Regions from separate parts of the Mus musculus genome. Here all the other regions are linked to region 2. Evidence: chromatin contacts called from public HiChIP or PLAC-seq data. All regions are on one chromosome and are shown on one strand. The core of a region is the stretch at or near the end of the contact, and the rest is flanking DNA. Distances in the headings are between cores, read along the strand shown.

The links. HiChIP or PLAC-seq counts read pairs in DNA pulled down with a chosen protein or histone mark.
Region 1: an H3K4me3 HiChIP or PLAC-seq map of embryonic basal ganglia shows a contact between it and region 2, with 3 times the contacts expected there. The contact joins two enhancer-like sites. A contact is called at or near these places in 7 of 115 datasets of contacts at active chromatin or transcription factors (bone marrow-derived macrophages, double positive thymocytes, embryonic basal ganglia and 4 more).
Region 3: an H3K27ac HiChIP or PLAC-seq map of extraembryonic endoderm stem cells shows a contact between it and region 2, with 5 times the contacts expected there. The contact joins two enhancer-like sites. A contact is called at or near these places in 7 of 115 datasets of contacts at active chromatin or transcription factors (bone marrow-derived macrophages, double positive thymocytes, embryonic basal ganglia and 4 more) and 1 of 9 other capture datasets (adipose tissue).

Annotation. Positions count from the first base shown.
Region 1 is chr12:99,405,549-99,409,551 of GRCm38.p6, reverse strand. The region is part of intron 1 of Foxn3 (forkhead box N3); the gene reads left to right. Among named protein-coding and RNA genes, the nearest start is that of Gm51999, 15 kb to the right of the region's middle. Within about 2 kb of position 2,636, at least 152 of the 459 cell types and tissues checked have an H3K27ac peak or open chromatin away from gene starts, as enhancers often do. A contact at or near this core is called in embryonic basal ganglia and embryonic forebrain, where this site is marked.
Region 2 is chr12:99,921,452-99,925,426 of GRCm38.p6, reverse strand. The region is part of intron 13 of Tdp1 (tyrosyl-DNA phosphodiesterase 1); the gene reads right to left. Among named protein-coding and RNA genes, the nearest start is that of Tdp1, 39 kb to the right of the region's middle. Within about 2 kb of position 1,921, at least 60 of the 459 cell types and tissues checked have an H3K27ac peak or open chromatin away from gene starts, as enhancers often do. A contact at or near this core is called in embryonic basal ganglia, embryonic forebrain and extraembryonic endoderm stem cells, where this site is marked.
Region 3 is chr12:99,383,914-99,387,962 of GRCm38.p6, reverse strand. All of the region lies in intron 2 of Foxn3 (forkhead box N3), which reads left to right. Among named protein-coding and RNA genes, the nearest start is that of Gm51999, 6.2 kb to the left of the region's middle. Within about 2 kb of position 1,577, at least 52 of the 459 cell types and tissues checked have an H3K27ac peak or open chromatin away from gene starts, as enhancers often do. A contact at or near this core is called in extraembryonic endoderm stem cells, where this site is marked.

The sequences.
Region 1 (4,003 bases), core at 1,387-3,886, 520 kb after region 2:
CACATTTATTTTTATTTTATGTGTGTCTTAGTTGGGGTTTTACTGCTGTGAACAGACACCGTGACCAAGGCAAGTCTTATAAGGACAGCATTTAATTGGGGCTGGCTTACAGGTTCAGAGGTTCACCAGTCCAGTATCATCAAGGTACGAACATGGCAGCACCTAGGCAGGCATGGTACAGGAGGAGCTGAGAGTTCTACATCTTCATCTGAAGGCTGCTCGTGGAAGACTGACTTCTAGGCAGCTAGGATGAAGGTCTTAAAGCCTATACCCACAGTGACTCAACTACTCTAACAAGACCACACCTACCCCTCCTTCTAAAAGTGCCACTCCCTGGGCTGACCATATACAAACTATCACAATGCGTTTTGCTTGCATGGATGTCTTGTGCACCACCTGGCTGCAATGCCGGCTGAGGCTAGAAGAAAACTTTGAATCCCCTAGAACTGAAGGTAAAGATGATTGTGAGCTGCCACGCGCTGGGATTCAAACCCTGGTCCTCTGGAATAGCAGCCAGTGCTCTTCACTCTGAACCATCTCTCCAGTCCAGGACCTTACCTTTTCATCTTACCCGTGTACATTGTCACTTGACTTGTTCAGCCCTGGTGTCCTCTGTCCAGGAGGATGGCAGTACCTTCCTCGGGAAAGAGAAGTAGTAAAAAGAGAAATAAATAATGCAGGCATAACTACTGGCACGGTGCCTGGCCTTCAGGGCCCCCCAGAGAGCTGTCTAGTAAGAGATCTGTGCTGTGTGTGCTCTGTGAGCCTTTGGATGGCATCCTTGAAGGCTTGCTCTTCATTGTCTTGACTGCTGTTGTTCTGAAGCCCTGAATGTCTTCAGGCAAAATTGACATCACTTGTGGTCCACCCCAGGGAAAGTAGGAGCAGGGTGGTGTTTAGACTGTCTATGGACATGCCAGGTTTCTCACCAATAATGAGAGAGGTGTACTGTGCCTGTCAGACACGCTGCCAGGAGGGACGGAAAGCAGTGTTTTGTCCACACCCTTCCGCATAGAACTGTGGAGCACCTGATCCTACAGCAGGACTGTTCCAGAGTTTTATATTTATTTGCTTGATCTGGATGTTTGCATTGTGATGTTAGATTTTTCAAAACCTTACACCGTGGGCCAACAAGACGGCTCATCTGCCCTAAAGATGCTTGCTCCCGGTTGCTGCGAGCTGAGTTTGGTTCCCGGGGCCCATGTGGTGGAAGAAGAGAAACAACCGACGTGTGCACGCTGTCCTCTCACCTCCACCGTGTCCTCATCCACAGCCACACGCAGACGCCTGAATTGATAAATGTCATGAGACAAAACCACTTATCTATGAGAATGCAAAATGTTAAAGCAACAGAAATCATAGTTTAGTGCACACGTGGGGACAAAGCTTCTGGCCAGTTTCAGTACGAATTTATAAGTGTTCCGCAAGCTGAGCAGGTCGGTGCACGCATTCAGTCCCAATGCTGGAGAAGCAGAGGCAGCTGGAGCTCTGTGAGTTTCAAGGCCAGCCTGGTCTACGTAGTGAGACATAGTGATATCCCACCTCAAAAAAACCTAAACTAAAGTAAAACAACAACAACAACAAAACTTTTCCAAGAAGTAAAATTGACCAAAAACAAAAGAAGAGAAATCCAAAAGCAACTTCCAGGACTCTGGTGGAGAGGCCTTTAAGTTTGTTTGATCTGGAGATGTGAATGTGACTGAAAGCCTGAGGGACACAGGAAAGCCCCCAGAGGGCTGTGGGTAGGACGCAGTGACCTTTGCTATCAATATTGCAGGACTCCCCCATTCTACATTTTTTTTTTAAATGTATTTTTTCTACACTAAAAAAATATGTTTTGTGTCTTAGGCAACAGAAGCGGTGGACAAAGCTTTCATTTAGATCATGCAAGAAACTGAAAATGTGGAAGATTTTCCTTAGAAGAGGGGGTATGGGGGGGGGCAGAGTAAAGTGGAGTCTCCCGACTGCTGCTTCATCCCAGCCATCCCTGCAGTGAGCCCCAGCATCCCTGCAGCGAGCCAGCACTCTGCAGTGTCTAACTTTCCACTTTCACTTTTGATTAGTTAGGGCCCCCATCTGCTGTTATTTGGATATGAGTCTTTTCTGTGACTTATTTTCCAAGGATCCGAAGCAGTTTAAAAATACATAATGTTCAGCGATCTAACCATGTTGTAATGTTAAGTACTTGTTTGGGGACTTAAAACTAAATCCGTCAAACAGATTTGAAACCTTTACAGTGTCTTAAAAAATGATAGCCGGTGAGCAAAAAAGAAAGAGGGGACCACGTAAGCTGTGATCGCCACGCTTTTAGCAGCCACACTAGCAGCAAGCAGTTCGGTTTGCAAAAACAGAAGAGTGACAATTCTTTATTTAATGTTAAACAGGAAACTGAAAGCAATCTGCAGCACCAGGGTGCGTTTTCAAGGAACCTGCTATTTATCAGTGCTGGAAAAAGCCGGCAGACATTTCTTCTATTTGCTTAAGATGATAATGTCTTCGTGAAAATCTTAACCCAAACGTGACCGCCAGAAACAGGGTCTGTTGTATCCGCTGGTTTTGAGGCAACCGGTTCCCCCCAGAACCAAAGGAAATGTAGAAGCAAATTGCAGAGCTCTCAGAGAGTTGGAGAGTTGGGCAGGCACTCATGTTTTGCCCGTGTGTGGGGCTGTCACTTAGCCAGCATGTGTGGGTATGAATATTCTTTCTGAAGACCTGGGCTTCATTTTTAAGGTCAGCCTTCAATTTCGAGAGAATATAATTTGCTGTTATTTTTAGGGCTTTCATGATTGCTCGTAATAACTAATGAAAAAAAAAACAGCAGAGAAATAAATGTGTAACAGCTGTGTCTGCTTAACTTGATTAAAGGCAGTTAAAAAAAAAAGTAAACAGAAGACTAATGTGACAATAGGCAACGGGGACAAGTATCTCTGTCATTGTGAGAAGTCTTACAGACATAACTTGCCTCGAGTCGGAAGGCCGGCCGGGTCTGTGTTTAAAGTTTACTTTACTGTTTGTCTAGTGTGGGATCAGTGTTGGAGTGAATAATTTATAGCCAGCATGAATGAGCTCATTAGTCACCTTTTCAGACTTTAAATGAGTTTTGTGGTTGTCATTACTCGGGCCTTCTGTTCAGCCGCCGAGCAAAATGACAGCTTGGCAGTTGGCTGCCTTGTTGTGGGGGCCGCCTGTTCCCCTTCAGGTCTGTGCTGGCTTTTGTGTTTCATTGAGACCTTGCTTTTCTTGCCCTGTGGCTGGGCCAGGAACACTCACTTTTCAGTCTTATATACTTGAAGGCTCAAAGAGACATTTTGGAGGAAGTTTAAAACAAAACAAAACAAAACAAACGTTTTGGTGGTATCTGCCAGTGAAATGGATGGGCGCTTGCTCTCCCTCTCCCTCTCCCTCTCCCTCTCCCTCTCCCTCTCCCTCTCCCTCTCCCTCTCCCTCTCCCTCTCCCTCTCCCTCTCCCTCTCCCTCTCCCTCTCCCTCTCCCTCTCCCTCTCCCTCTCCCTCTCCCTCTCCCTCTCCTTCTCTCTCTCTCTCTCTCTCTCTCTCTCTCTCTCTCTCTCTCTGTGTGTGTGTGTGTGTGTAGGCCAGAAGTCAACATCAGGTGATGGCCACTGAAACGCTGTGCTCATCAGAGAGAATAGCAAAGGCGCCCACGAATGCCTGTCTACTCAGGGTTTCTACTGCTGCAGTAAAACATCATGGCCCAAAAACAAGTTGGGAAGGACAGGGTTTATATGGCTTACACTTCCAGTTCACAATCTATCATTGGAAGAAGTCAGGGCAGGAACTCGAGCAGGGCTGGAACCTGGAGGCAGGAGCTGATGCAGAGGCCATGGAGGAGGGCTGCTCTCTGGCTTGCTTCCCCTGGCTTGCTCAGTCCACCTTTCATAGAATCTAGGACCACCAGCCCAGGAATGGCACCACCCACAATGGGCTGGGCCTCCCCCATTAGTCACTAATTGGTAAAATGACTTGCAGGTGGCGGATCATATGG
Region 2 (3,975 bases), core at 672-3,171:
TTCGGGGGGTCTTACTCACCACTGCTGCCCGACAGGTTTTTTGTGTGTCGTGCCTCTGTTCATGTATTCAACAAGTTGTCTACTGGGTATGTGTTCTGTGCCAGGCTTTGTTGGGGTATGATGACAAGAACTTCAGAGCTCTCCTAAAAACACCTCTGCATGCTCATTCAGTGCCTATTTTCTAGTCACATCCTGGCAGCTGACATTTCTTGAGTATTTGAAATTCCCTGGCTTCTAAACACCCAGTCTGTTCATACCAAAGTCAGCCACATCATGCAAGAGCAAATGGCACCCCAGCCTGTCATCTGGTTCTCTTGTCCGACACTGTTAAGTGTCCTATGATTGGTCAGTCTTTTACTCATGTCTTCTGTCATTTGCGAGCACACTACTAGGGGTAGCATGCTGGTTGTATAGGCCTTGGGATGGGATATTGATGGCTGATCTGTGACTACTGATCACTTGATCAGGTGCTGTGTGTGTGTGTTCAGTGTGTGCTTATACTATGGCAGTTAGGTTTGTCCATGGGGTATGGACGGACAGCAGGGAGGAGGGTTAGTGGAGACAGAGCTCACTCTCACAGGGAAACACTGCATGCAGCTTCAGGAGAGGATGTGATGAGTAGTAAGATTTGGCCACGTGTGCCCCAAATGTCCATGAGCTAAAGATTTGGGAGGTGGCCTTGTCTGAGGTCTTTAGGTAATTGGATGCAGGCCCTTGAAGGAGATTCTGAGGCTCTAGTCTCTCTGCTTCCCGCTCTGCTTCCTGGATATGCAGGGCGTGGTTTCGCTGCTCTGCGTACTCACTATTCTGATGTGCTGTTTCCCTGCAGGCCCAGTGACTGCACGGCAGCCTCACTTGCTCGGCAGAGGCCATAAGCTACAGCTACGGCGGAAAACTTTGAGGGGGCGTGGTACTGGAGGTTAAACCGAGGGTCACACATATATAAGGCACTGAACTATATCCCCACCCTTCTTTTCATTTTTTAATTTTGAGACAGGGTTTCACTACATAGCCCAGATTGGCTATGAACCTGTAATCTTCCTGCCTTAGCCCTCCTAAGTAGCTGGGATTACAGACTTGTGTCTGGTTGGGCCAGAAACTAAAATCAAGCTGGGTGGGAAGCCAGGGCACACCTGGTAGTGGGCCTGGAGGGAGATCACTGAGCTCTCGCCCAGTAGCAGCAGGAACAGAAGGGAGGGGGGAGGCTGGGCAGCTGCCGCTTCACCAGGCAAGGGGTCTGTGAGCTCTTCCCAAAGCTTCAGCCCAGCAGTGCCGTTCTCAGAGCAGAGGTCAGTGGGATGACACTGACTAGTCTCCAAGCTCCTGGGGGTAAGGGCCACACCTGTCTTATTTATCATCCATAATCAAGGTTTAAGCACAAAATATCTATGATGGATGATCTGGGCCTGAATTTCAGGTCTCTCTTTCACACTGGATCATTTGGCACATAGTATACATATGCTGTATAAGGCACAGCTAATCTATACGGGCTTTCTCTGGAGGCCAGTCCTTGGTGGGGGACTACATACAGCATTCCATCTCGAGCCAGCGGTATACCTCATGACTAGGAGTGTCAGCACACAAAGGGCCTTCAGGCCCTAGGGGACAGCCTCAAACATTTTCTCACCAGGGATAATGTTTCTGGAGGCTGGCTCACACGGGCATAAACAAAGAAATGCTGTCTTTGCTCTGCTTGTACCAGAATGCAAGAAAGCGAAGGTGGTCTGTGGCCCTGAATCATCTCTAAAGTACAAAGAGAATCACTTGCAGACTGTAGGGCTGATAACATTATTCGTAACAAAGTATGTGAGGCATACCAAAGAATCCTGGTTATCTTGGGAGCACCAGGCAACCAAGTCTACTCAATAGCATCTACAAGTGTTCTTTTGTGTGATCCAATTTGATTTCCTCCCAAAACCACAGACAAAGGAAGGGACAAAAGCCCGGTGTCTCACACTCTAAGTATCAGACAGCAGGGAGGAGAAGAACAGAACAGCACTGCAGGCAAGGAGGATGCCTTTTGTGAGTCTCCGAAAAGCCAACAGCGATTTTGTAGTCAAGCACTTGTCTCGTTTTCTCCGAGTGGCAGCACCAACATTTCTGCTCAATCTCTATCAAACAGGGCCTGTCAGTTGCTAGGCAACCATAACAGTGCTCCAGCCAGTGTTAGTAACCACCTTATTTCTTGCCTCCCACAATGCATAGCTTCCATAATTGTTCTCATCAGGTTTGCCAGCTACACTAAGGCCCAATCTCCTTAGTCAAGGTTTCTTCCTAAAGCCCAGCCTCTTGCTTACTTGATGCTGCAGTGAAAATGTGGTGACTGTATTTGTCGTCATGTACTGGTAATTTCCGTTAACAACAGGATGCTCATCGCACAAGGGATGATTTCATGGTCGGATCAAAACAGATGGAAAGAAAATCTTATTAAGACCATAAAGAACCTGCCATAGAAGCAAACAGCCAGACAAAAGAGAAAATAGCCAGCTAGTGTCAAACTAGCTATAAACTAGACTGCCAGCTTTTAAGTTTCTGAAATACAGATACTTGGTCGAAAGCACTTGTCTTCTGTTTGTTTGATTGCTTGCTTGTTTGATATAGGTTTTCTCTGTGTAGCTCTGCATGTCCTGGCACTAGTTCTGTAGATCAGGCTGGACCTGAACTCAGAGATCTACTTGCCTCTGCCTCCTGATTAAAGGCGTGCAGAAAGTACTTGTCTTGAAGTTGGGTAATTCTTATCGATTATCAAATTAGCCTCAAACTGAGGTTTTTTTTTTTTTTTTTAATGTAGTTTTAGACAAGTCTTTAAAAATGATTTGTGTGTGTGTGTATGAGTGTATGTGTGTGTTTCCAAACATGCTTGTGTGTATGTTATGCATATGCAGAAATTCATGGAAGCAAGAAGACAGTGTTGGATCCCCTAGAACTGGAGTTACTAGCAATTGTGAGCATCTGAGTCAGGTCCTGAGATTTGAGCTCTGGTCCTCTGCTAGTCCCCACAGACAAGTCTTTAAGCCACATACTGAATGTATGTTAATGTGCCATATATGCAAACTAGACAAAGACTTTAGACCTGATTTCATGAATCTAAAGAGGCCTAACAAACTAATATTAAATACATTGTATAGCTTAACGGGCAACATCCTCATAATTTTTCTATCACTATCCTCAGAACATTCTATTAAATCAGATAAAACGCCCATGCTATAAATGTGTTTTCCCCAAATGTAAACAGCAAGGCTAGTAAATGGCACCCAGTTAGGACTCTGATCTTTGCATCTTGTCTCATATTATTTCTTCAAATAATATGGTCAGGTAATATCACATTCTGAGGGTGCTAGGCTTGAACAGGGCATCGTGCTTGAAGCTACTAAGTACCCTGGCGGCTAATGGTAATGGTTTCAAGTTGGAGAGTATAGTGGCTAAGGCGCAGAAAGAGGGCTAGTGGGCACTCTGCCTATACCCTTTTATTGTGTATTCTTCACATTAACAACGTGAAGAAGGAAGTAGTTTTTAAAGGGTTCTTATTCAAATCCAGTGATATACCACACAATGGCATTTCGCATACATAAAGACATCATGTATGATGGTGACCCATAATAATATACTAGAGCCCCCAAGTCTCTATTGTCTAGTTATTATAGTCATGGTAAAGTTGATGGTGATGCTGGTCTAAATGAACCCAGTACACTGTCAGCTATATAAAGTTTCTAGTACATACAATGATAAGGTGTAGACAATTATTGACAGTAGTAACAACTGAGCACGTTACTGGTATATTTACTTACTATAGTATACTTTTACCCTTGGAGTATACTGCTCATTAAACAAATAAAAACAAACAAAGAAACCTAAAGCGATATGCTGTGTGGAACAACAGCTGTCTCATATACCTGTGTTTATCATATGATTGCCTCAACAGCCCAGGCTGACCCAGGCATGGCGGCGTGCCCCTTTAACCCTAGCTATTTATGA
Region 3 (4,049 bases), core at 328-2,827, 540 kb after region 2:
CGGACATGCCCTATGATGCCAGGCAGAACCCCAACTGCAAGCCCCCCGACTCCTTTAGCTGCCTCATATTTATGGCCATCGAGGACTCTCTGACCAAGCGCCTTCCAGTGAAGGACATCTCCACATCTTCCACGTGGTTGGGGCAGTTGGGTTTTACAATTCAAAGCTCTATGTGGCAATACCTAGTGTATCAACGGAGGGACCTTTAGATAAGGAGAATTGCCATAAAGAACTGGAGGAAAAGGATAGCTGCTTTCTGAATATTGGGAGGGGGTGGCTTCTCAGGCTTCTGGAATTCACGGGAGATACTGCTCTGTTGAAAGATACTTGAACATACTTAATTACTCCGAGACCCATCAGAGACTCCAGGTGCCCTCAGCTTTTATGAAATCTGGTGTCTATGTGAGTGCCTGGCACCGTGAAACTGGGAAACCGCCAGGGTGAAGTACTGCGTGGGTTAAGGTTCCCACCAGAAGGGTTTTTTGTTTTTTTTTTTAAATTGTTTAAGTGTGTGTGTGTGTGTGTGTGTGTGTGTGTGTGTATGTGTGTGTGTGTGTGAGAGAGAGAGAGAGAGAGAGAGAGAGAGAGAGAGCGCGTGAGAGCGAGCCCGAGCACACATGTGTGAGGGAGGGAGCTGGATTTACAGGTGATCGAGAGCTACCCACTGTGGGTGTTGGGAACTGACCTTGGTTTTGCTGGAGGAACCATGAGTGCTCTTAACCTCTGAGCCATTGCTCACTGATGCTGATGATGTCAGGAGGGGGGTTCCTGGATATGCAGGAGCCTTCTTCTTTTCCAGGTCCTTAGTTTTATCTGTGAGGCTCAGGGCGTGCCTCTTACATCCCTGGTACTCAGTCTTAGCTATTTTCTCAGGTTAAGCATCTGAGACCACTCTCTAGATTTCAACTCTGTTCCCTGCTTTGAGATCCTTCTGAAAACTTAGAAACTGTCCTCTTTCAAAGAGCCAGGCTGTGGCATTAAACACCTTTGTATAGGTCACTTCTTGGGGCAAGAGAGAGAGCAAGTGTGAGGAAGGAATTCTAAGCTTAGAGTACAGCCAGCAGAGGTCGAGTCAGGACCCCAGAGCTGTTTGCCACTGAGGAAAGTTAACAGGGCCTTTAGCTCCAGTCATCCTTTCTGCACGTTCTAGCGTGCCCGCGTCTCCACGTTTGACATGAAACCACAGCACCCACAAGTAATGTAGCTAGTTCGAACTCTGAACTGTTAAACAGGACCAGCTTCAAGCCTGCAGGGAGACTTAGAGATTATCTACTCCTCTTGCTGCCTTGCTACCAAGCCCTGGATGGTGCCTGTCAGAGCTCACCAGGAGGGTCCACCCGGCTCCCTGCCCCGCCCCGCCTTACACTGGATTCTTGGAGTCACATCCCCCTCCCCCCCAGGGGTGTTGGTTGTCAATCTCAGCAAACACTGATACCTGTTGACAGGGAGTGTTTTGAAGGACTTGAGATTGTTAATTTTCTGAATTGTTGAGTTCTGGCTTCCTAGCTGAGGCAGTGACCTGTATTGACGTGTTTCTGATCAAATGCCAGTCAGTTTTGTGACTTCGAGTTTGTTCCCAGTGAATAAAGCTACAGTTGTGCCCCCCTCCCCCTTTCTTTTTCTTTGGGTGAGCTGGAGGCCTCTGGTGGCTGTTCAAGTGTCAGGCTTAGTGAGTGCTGCCAGGGCCCTAGCCCTGGCCTGTTTACTGGGGGTTTTCTCCTGGATTTGCTGCGTAAAAGGGAAGGCATTCTCGCTGATCCATTGCCCAGTGAGAGTCCCTTGGGCTCTGTAGGTACACTTGTTTTCTTCCCAGGGAGTTCTGCTTTGGCAGTAGGCTCAACCTCAACATGAATGTTTGAACACACCCAAACGTTGGTGAGAACTGCCTCAGATAACAGAGAATGGAGGCCTGGCACATTATACCCACCGAGTTAGCTGCGCCACCTTCTTTGTTTGTTTTAATTCTTTTGGTATGTTTTTGAAATTGAAAAAAGCTTGGCCTAGCAGAGAGGATGTGGGATCCTGTGGGATCCTTGTCCCAGACGGCTTGGAACATGGGACCCTGCTGGATTACTGTTTGGCTAGGCCCCTGGAGAAGGGAGGAACCTTTGAGATTGCATCTCGGTCACCCCAAGCAAGGCATTTAACACTGGTACCACCTCTCAGGCCCCACCTTGGAGATTTGGTTCTGAGGTGGGTTGGGAAAGTTGGTTGTCTGGTGTTTCAAGGTGCTTAGCTGGTCCTGGAACCAGGGAGGGGCCTTTCAGGGTTTTTTTGTTGTTGTTGGTCAGTTTGTTTTGAGAGGGCCTCAAATAGGCAAGCCTTGAACTTGATATTCATCTTTGGGTGACCTTGAACTCCTGACCCTCCTGCTTCCGCCTCCTTTGCTGGTATTATAGGCATGGGTTTTGTTCTTTTTCCTAAGTGTTCAGATTTCATCAAGAATCTTTTTCTCTCAATTAAGTCTGTTTTATCTCTCAAAGTGCTTCAACAGACAGGTTAAATTTGTTTTTGTTTAATCATGGGCATTTTTAGCCAGCCAAAGTAGATAGAATAATATGAATTTGGGCTCCTGTCACCCCACGATCCATGTCTAGAGCTAGGGTTTAAAGGGAATTGTCTGGTTTCGTTCATTCATTTTTTTTTCCCTGTCACTGTTGCTACTTGGAAGAAAATTCAGATCGTGAGTCACTTTATTTCAACATACTTGAGAGTGTAGGAGAATAATCCATAATTTGCCATGCAGCTACAATGCCAGTGTGTCTGTTTGTACCTCATGCCTCCGACTCCCCCCCAACATTAGAAAGGCTTAGATGTCATCTGAGCCAAGTATTCAAATATCCAAGATTGTTAGATGTTTCAATTAGGACCCCCAACATGGCTTATGCAGGGTTGTGGGGTCTCTCACAGGCTTTGCTTGTTTGAGTATATTGCACTTTTTTTTTTCTTTTGAGTTATGGTTTCTCTGTGTAGCCTTGGTAGTACTGGTCCTAGCTTTGTAGACCAGGTTGGCATGGTCTTGGGGATCCTCCTGCCTCTGCCTCTTTGAGTGCTGGATTAAAGGCTTGCACCACTGCCACTACCTGGCTCTCTTTCTCTTTTTTAAAGACACCCAGCACTTGGGTCTTCAGAGTACTTTACACCCTGCTTGCTTCCTTGTGATGTCCCTGAGTTTGTCTCCATCCCCCAGAAGGGAAGTGAGCTCAGGGGTCCTCTGCTGCCTTCCAGGCCCCTTCCCTGGGAACTGAGTGTAGAGGGAGGGGCTGCGCTCCTGAATCCCTAAGCCTGCTCAGCTTGCCTTGGGGATGCTGTGGTCCAGCCTGGTTCACAGGGGTCAGCTGCTCCCCGTCCTGTGAACTTCACAACTGTCTTTCATGTTACCAGGTTATCAGTGGCTGCTCTTTGCTGAGATCAATCAAGGTCATTTTTTTTTTTTTTTAAAGTCTAAGATCTTTTTTTTTTTTTCTCCTAGATACAAGTGTCTGGATTTGTATTTAGCATGTACTGACTTCTCTGGGGACTTGCAAATGAGAAGTAAGACAATGCAGTTAATTTTTATAGATAGATTAATGGAGCAGGTATGTGTGCTTTGCTTTCCCGGCTTTTTATTTATTTCCCTTCTTGCCACTTTAACAAAGAAATCTTATTGTCAGCAGAAGGTTTAGAAAGGAAACAGTGCACAGAGTGTACTTACCATATACAAGGCTGACAGCTTTGAATACAGCTTTGGCCTGTAGAGGTGGCTCCGTGGTTTAGCCAGTCCAGGACTGAGTCCGGAGCAGGACTCCGAGACTGGTGTTAGTGGTTAGCAGTAACCGGCCATCTTTTTGTAGAAGCAGGCGTTGGAAGTGGTTCAGTGCGGTTGGGCCTTGGGGTCTTCGGTGTCTGAGGCACTGTTGACCCACAGCCTGAATTCAGTGGCAGCATGTCACGTGCTGATGAACACCATGTTGCTCTTGAGATTTTGTTTGCTTAGGTTTTTTTTCCCCCTTCCTTTTCTTTTTCTTTTTTTTTTTTTTTTTTTTTTTTTTTCTCGAGACAGGGTTTCT